Regions from separate parts of the Astyanax mexicanus genome. Here region 1 is linked to region 2. The links are chromatin contacts, called in public Hi-C maps. All regions are on one chromosome and are shown on one strand. Each heading gives the region's core, a stretch centred on a gene start, on an enhancer-like site or on the middle of the called end of the contact. The rest is flanking DNA. Distances are from core to core; before and after follow the strand shown. Region 1 overlaps runx1 (RUNX family transcription factor 1). Region 2 has its middle 8.7 kb from the start of LOC111193575.

What was found. A called contact is a pair of places that touch in the nucleus more often than the background predicts.
Region 1: a Hi-C map of muscle shows a contact between it and region 2, with 17 times the contacts expected there. The contact joins two enhancer-like sites. A contact is called at or near these places in 2 of 3 Hi-C or Micro-C datasets (both in muscle).

What each region holds. Positions count from the first base shown.
Region 1 is chr21:5,787,646-5,791,203 of AstMex3_surface, forward strand. The region is part of intron 4 of runx1 (RUNX family transcription factor 1); the gene reads left to right. Among protein-coding and RNA genes, the nearest start is that of LOC103026765, 45 kb to the right of the region's middle. Within about 2 kb of position 1,441, the one cell type or tissue checked has an H3K27ac peak away from gene starts, as active enhancers do.
Region 2 is chr21:5,666,163-5,669,965 of AstMex3_surface, forward strand. No RefSeq gene overlaps it. Among protein-coding and RNA genes, the nearest start is that of LOC111193575, 8.7 kb to the right of the region's middle. Within about 2 kb of position 1,634, the one cell type or tissue checked has an H3K27ac peak away from gene starts, as active enhancers do.

The sequences.
Region 1 (3,558 bases), core at 191-2,690, 120 kb after region 2:
CCAGTTTGTGAAAAGGTGGGATATGGATGAATTAGATGAGAGATGTTGAAACACTTTAGTTCATTTAATTTGTGTAAAATTAGAGTAGACTGTAAAAAATGAACTTAAACATGTTGGTTTAGTAAATCAGCCATTGTTCAGTATAAATTACTGGGTCTTTCAGCTTACAGAAAGTGCTTGTTTGTCATTTTCAGGCAAATCGTTTGAGTTTCCAAATATTGGGTGCATCTCTAGTGATAATAAATTGTTATTACGAGAAATCGGTTGAATTTGATAAAGAACTGATGGTGATATAAGGAAATAAGCTCTCAGTTACAGTCAATATTGGCAGTGTGTACAGTGTACAGTCTTAGCAAGGTCAGGTAACATTACTATACTAGCCCTGTACAGCTCTGTGTATCTTTCAGCTGGAAAACAGATAGTTTGTGAAATTATTGATGAAACTGATGAGTGATGTTGAACAGTTTAGTTCATTTCATTTGTGTAAAATTAGAGTAGACTGTAAAAAATGAACTTAAACTTATTGGTTTAGCAAATTACTATTAGGTATTTTAACTCTTTGCAGGCAAACGATTTTGGATGCCAAATATTGGGTGCATCTCTAGTAATAATACATTATTATTACAAGAAATAGGATGAATTTGATTAAGAAGATAGAAGTGATCTCATAACCAGTCCCAGTAACAGCCCTGGAAAAAAATTCTAAAAACTAGACAACATTTCTCCCAAATTCCAAGTAAAAAATACTGTTATTTAGAGCATTTATTTGCAGAAAATGAGAAATGGCTGAAATAACAAAAATATGCAGAGCTTTCAGACCTAAAATAATGCAAGGAACACAAGTTCAAGAAGTTTTAAGACCTAAGCAATCAATATTTTGCATCTTGGCATCATGTTCTCCTCCACCAGTCTTACACACTGCTTTTGGATAACTTTATGCCTTTACTCCTGGTGCAAAAATTGAATTCAAGCAGTTCAGTTTGGTTTGATGAGTTGTGATCATCCATCTTCCTCTTGATTATATTCCAGAGGTTTTTAATTTGGTAAAATCAAAGAAACTCATCATTTTTAAGTGCTCTCTTATTTTTTTTATACAGAGCTGTATAGTCAGTAGCGGCAGTGTGTTCTACAGTATGTCTGTCTGAGGACCGTATCTGAGTTGTCTTCAGTCAGATGCCGAACAGTGTGTGTTTGTACCCGTGTGTGAACTGTACGGTGTGTATGTATAATTAGCTGTGGCTGTACATTCATAACCGTATTTGATGTTAAGCGATAGTTTGTCTCGCTGCTGTACAGTCATAACCCGTCGTTCGAAATTTCCTTTAACGGACGGCTAGACATGACTTGGGTAAAATCAGGTGCAGTCAAATGCGCAGGCCCTTATCTATTTAAAACACAAGCCTCTATTTACGCTAGCCGAGCGGCCGGCCCTCAATCAGCCCATTGTGCCTCCAGTCGAACAACTGCCTGTTGAACGACTGCACTGTAACGAGTGGCAACATCAGCGAGTAATGTCTGTCTGACTGTATAGACCGTGTGTCACATACAGGCTCAGACTCAGGATAACAGAGTAGACTTATAATTGGTGCATCTCAAATTACCACTATAATCACTCCTGTCTCTAATCTATGAATTGCACTTTTTAAAATAGCGGTACCACTTTAAAATAAGACTACCTTAATAAAGTGTTTATAAATGGTTTACAATTAGTTTATAAATGATTACTAATTAGGTTGTAAATACCTTAAAAATCATTAATAATCAGTTATAACACATACATAGAAAGGGCAACAATGACCTGTTGTTTGCCAAATAGTGATTATATTACACAGCCATCTATATTGTTGCCCTTTCTACGTATGGTTTATAACTGATTACTCATAATTTTTAAGGCATTTACAACCTAATAAGTAACCATTAATAAACTAATTGCAAACTAATTGTAAAACAATTATAAACGCTTTATAAAGGTAGTCTTATTTTAAAGTGGTACCAAAATAGCTTTATTCACCTTTTGTGTGTTTTAAAGATGAAGTATTGTTAATTATATTATATAATATGATTATTAAACATTTGGCAGAAACAAACCCCGTCACCTTAAACCGCACTGAGAAACTTTATCTTGTACTGCTCTTAATTACTTTATCATTGCCTACTCTCCCTATTTATTCATTTTTGTGTATTTATCTTCTATTTTTATTGTGTTATTTTATTTTGTATCTATTTTATCTATATTTATCTATTTTAACAACAGCTCCTGGGTGTAAACTGGATCGTGAGATCACAATTTCGTTCCACCTCATGTAGCACATGTGATGTGAATGACAATAAAGTCTCCTTGAATCCTTGAATCCTTGAAAATTTTGAAATAAATTGCCCACTTTTTCCAATTTCCATTGATTTATAAGCATAAATGTAGAATACATTAAATAGCCTAATGTACTTTTTTATGTCAAAGAAAAAGCATTTACAAAACTACAATGCAAAAATACTTACTTATAACATTTTTTGAGAACCTGCACTCAGCACTGCTAATCATAGCTACATAAGCAGCATTATTTTAGCCATGCATTTACCTCAGCGATGCATTTCTAATAATACATTTATAAACTTACTCGGAGCAATTTTTTGTCATATACTGTACGTTCCTCATCCATGCTTTTAGTGATGTATGTAATGTACCTCAGCAGTGTTTTTCAAGTGTAATTTTTTTGTCTCAGACGTACTTATCTAACACTACTATACTAGCCCTGTACAGCTGGTATCTTTTAGCTAGACAGTTTTTAACAGTTTAGAAAGAGGTTGTAAACTGACTAAACTGATACTGATCACAATAAGTGATGCTAAGCACCTTTTTTGTTCAGTTTAAATGCACAAAGTGTGGAAAATGTTTCTTCCACACTCACTGCATTGTATTTTATCTCATTTAGCCAAACAACAAAACGTATTTTTTGCCATTTTCAGAAGAATAATTTCAGTTAAATATTCAGTGCATCTCTAGTGATGATACATTTTCAACAAAATAAACAGATTGGATTTGATAAAGGAATTAAGGGAATCGTTTCAGAGATACGTCTCTATACGTCTCTCTGTGCACAGTACCTGAGCCGAGTCCAGGGCTGCTTTTTACAGGCTTGATCAATACGGCTATTTTTGGAGCACTGATAGTATAACAGTGATAAAAGTAGCTATAATTCATCTTCCTTAGCTTGCTTTTCAAAACGCTGAAATGCATCTGGGTAAATGTTTCTGTGGTATTACAAATGTGTGTGTGAGAGAGTGAGAGAGAGAAAGAGAGAGAGAGAGAGAGAGAGAGAGAGAGTATGAAAGAGAAGGAGAGGGAACATCTTTGCTTTTGCAGTGACAGAAAGATTAGTCAACAAAGCATCTGCCTTTTAACGCACACACACACACACACACACACACACACGTTGGTTTTGCTGTCCTTGTAAGAACTGTAGCTGAAATAACTGTAGCTAGTTTATACTACAACTAGCCCTAACCTTCACTTTAACCTCAGTGATCAGAAGTTAATCACTGATAGTAATAAACTTAATA
Region 2 (3,803 bases), core at 384-2,883:
CTCTAGTTCTCTCCTGGTAACGTAGAAAACTCACAGCTAATGTTAGTATATTAGCTGACTCGCTAGCCTTAGTTCTCTCCCTGGTAGCGTTAGTTAGCTCTCTGCTAATGTTAGCTAGCTCAATTCTAATCTAGTTATCTCCTTAATAATGTTAGCCAGCTCTCCGCTAACTCACCGCTAATATTAGTTTGTGCTTTCCCACCAACATTAAACAGATAATCTAAAAATTTAACACCTACAGCAAATGAACAGTACAGAAATTAAGACAATTTAAGACCTTAATTATACAGATTTTAATGTAAGACAATTTAAGACTTTTCAAGGACCTGTGGGAACCCTCTATTCCAGAGGTCACTAATGGACAGACCTCGGTCCGGGTCCGGACCCAAACGTTGTCCAATTGCGGCGCAGTAAACTCACAGACCAATCACGTGTGGGGTAAGATCACCAAACGCTCTCTTCAGTCAATCAGATCTGTGCAGACACAGTATAGATAATAAATAAATAAATAAACACACTGCTCCTCGCGCGGGATCGAACCCGTGTTGTCAGGGTCGCGGTCACGCTACTCCAGCTGTTGAATTGGGACGCGGCCATGAAAAAACGCCTTTATAAGGAGATAGGGAGCACGAGAACGGGCAGAAAAACGAGAATGAGCGGTAACTAAAGTCACGTCGAGCGCGACAGAGAGACAGACAGGGGAGGAATGTAAACAAAATCTGGCCAGAGAGGTATTTTTTATCATTATTATTATTATTATTATTATCATGTTGTATTTTTTCATCATTCAGTTCAAACAACCTTACAGGATACAGCACTTAATTATAACACAAGTTAACAATTGGTCCGGACCTTGGCCTGTCAAAATTTTCTCTAACTGGACCACACTGAATTCTAATTAAATACCCCTGCTCTATTCTATTCTATACTACTTTTTTTTTTTTTACATTTTTAATACAGGATACTTTACGGAACTGAAAGGGTTTCAATAATGGCATCACTTGATTTGATGACTTGATTACTTGATACAGTAATAAATAGTTTAGTGAAGTACAGTAGCAGTGGAAAGTGCTGGTAAGTAGTGATAATAATTTCAATCTGTATTTGGCAGATAAAGCTGATTCTGAATTTGACATGAGACGTGGACGTGGGGAACGTGTTCTGAGTCCTGACTGTTCCTGCTCTGACTGTCTGTGTCTCAGGTTGAGAGCTCAGAAAGCTCCCATAGCCCAACTCTGAGTCACAGACGCTGTTATTCAGACAGACATCACCTCATCTCAATGCCATCGCATGCGTCTGCAAATGACAGGCTGGAGAGATGCTGGATTCTCTGCTTGATCAGGACCATGTGGTGTAAATTCAGTTTTCTGTGGTTTAATGCTGACTGAGCACTTTCCGAGTCTTTTATCTGGACATGTGTGTGTGAGTGTGTGTGTGTGTGTGTGTGAGTGTGTGTGTGGGAATTGTTGCAATGCTTGCGATGACCCAATATCCAGTGGCTTAACCACTAACCATTATTAGTCAATACAGTGGTTTAGTATCTGTAATTATTTGAGGTCAGTGTAAGGCCTTCTAAAGCCCACATCTTAACACCACTCTCACTCAGCCCACACCGCGCCCCCCCGCGCTGGCTCGGGCTCGTTTTTAGAGCCCAGGCTGGGCTGGAGCAGCTCCAGTTGGGCGAGAAGGTGCTTTGCATGAAAATGACTGTTGAATACGAAGCTGGTGGAAAGAGGAAGTGAGCTGTTTCATAGTAACTGAAAAGAGAACAAGACGAGAGAGATAATGAAAAAGAGGCTAAGGTTGAGAGTGCAAGCCTGAGAAAATCCAGTCAGCATTCACGACACGGTTCAGTTAACAATTAATCAACATTTAGTGATCAATAATGTCAATTGTAAAACTGTGTTAACTCACGTTTCAGTGTGGATTAATCGTTAAAAAAACTTTTTGCACAAGGTGCAAAAGCGCAATGCTCTTTGCTATCTTACACCCCACCAACAGTCTATTTTCACGCCTTGCACCTTTGCCATTAAAAAAGCCACATTTAGGAGTTAATAAAATAAATCTACACTGATGGATGTATTGGTCTAAAAGTGAAGTGAGGTGTTTCATCTAAATTTCTGCTGTGTTTCCATATATTTTGGAGGTGGAAAACACAGGAGCTCCACTGACTGATTAAAACCCTGACAACAGTTAATCATCAGAGTCCATTCCTATAGATGCACTCAGCGTGCAGAGCACAAACCCATCTTTTAACTCAACAATAAACAGAATAAAGAATAAAATAACATTACTGTTCCCTTAAATGAGCTGCTGGTGTAACTTCACAGCGTGAACGAGCAGATCAGTATCCTCTGCAGAGACACACAAAAGTGCTGCAATGTTAAGATATTAACGCGCCAAAGTCAGAGCTCACCTGCCTCTTAAAGGGAATGACAACTGACACAATGATTTGTTTATTTTACGTTACATCCAAAAATCACCCATGATTAATTAAGATAATTAGGGCCTCCTAACTGCAATGCACTGCATAATTTCAAATAATATAAATCCAGATAAAAGCCACAGCCATGTGTGATAAACTTTTTTATATATGGCCCTATTATAGTAACCTATATGTAACTATAGTGCTATAGACTTTGGCAGATTGGTCCGGCTGCTGATGCGTGTGAATGTGTGTGTGCGTGTGTGTGTGTGTGACAAGCAGGTGTGTATGTGCTGCATGCCTGCATTGCCAAGACAGCAATGAACGTCTGTCTGTTGACTTCTGTCTAGGTTGTAATCAGTCAGTGGTGCACCTGTGTTTTCCATTGCCAAGATAACAACACTCGATAAATGTACCTGAACACACCTTACTTTCAGACCACCACACCCATCAGTATAGATATATTCACAAGCACTGTTGCTGTTTAAAGGACACAGGCAGAAGGTGTGAAAATAGCCTGTTGGCAGGGTGTAAGATAGTAATGAGCATTGTGACGTACCTTGCGCAGGATGTACATTAATGCCCATAGCCTTAAAGACTTCTACTTATCTCCAACTTAATATTCTGGAACTTAATTCTGGGGCAAAGACTGCTATTTTAAGTTCTATTTTAACCAGCACAAGACAAAATGCAAAATATGAAATATTTAATCTTAAAAAAGTTAACAATTTGATACAGAACAGACGTTTTATTGAAGTCGTCTCATCGTTAAAGGCCTCATCGTTGACACTTGCAGATCCTGCCATATATGGAATGCAGGGAGGAGCCAGCCCCCTAAGAGGGACCACACTAGAAGTGGTGAAGAGAATGGAGGGAAAAAGCGGAAATTGAGTTAATAATAATGGTTATTTAAATGGCAGGGGAAAGCTGGTGATTGGTTGGGAAATTAATTGACATGGCATTAGAACAGGTTTGTCCAAACTTTCTTTGTTTGGGGCCAGAAGGAGAAATATATTTGAAGTCACGGGCCACAGACTCTGTAATAAAACAAATAATGAAATATACCACTTTAAATAATACATTTTCCTGATTACTTTCATTTACACACCATTTTACTTGACTTACTATCTTCATCTTTGACAGTGTTGTGTAAACTAAGATTTTTCAAATTGATGTTTAATTTCATGATGTCTCTTAATATTAAACTCCTTAATTACGGCAACTTTTAGACTCTTTGCTCCGTTTCTTCTGTGCTAGAACTGCGCACTCTCTCCTCTTTTAGACTCTTTGGCCCGTTTTTTGCGCTAGAAATGCGCACTCTCTCCGATTTTAGACTCTTTGGCCCGTTTCTTCTGCGCTAGAAATGCGCACTCTGTCC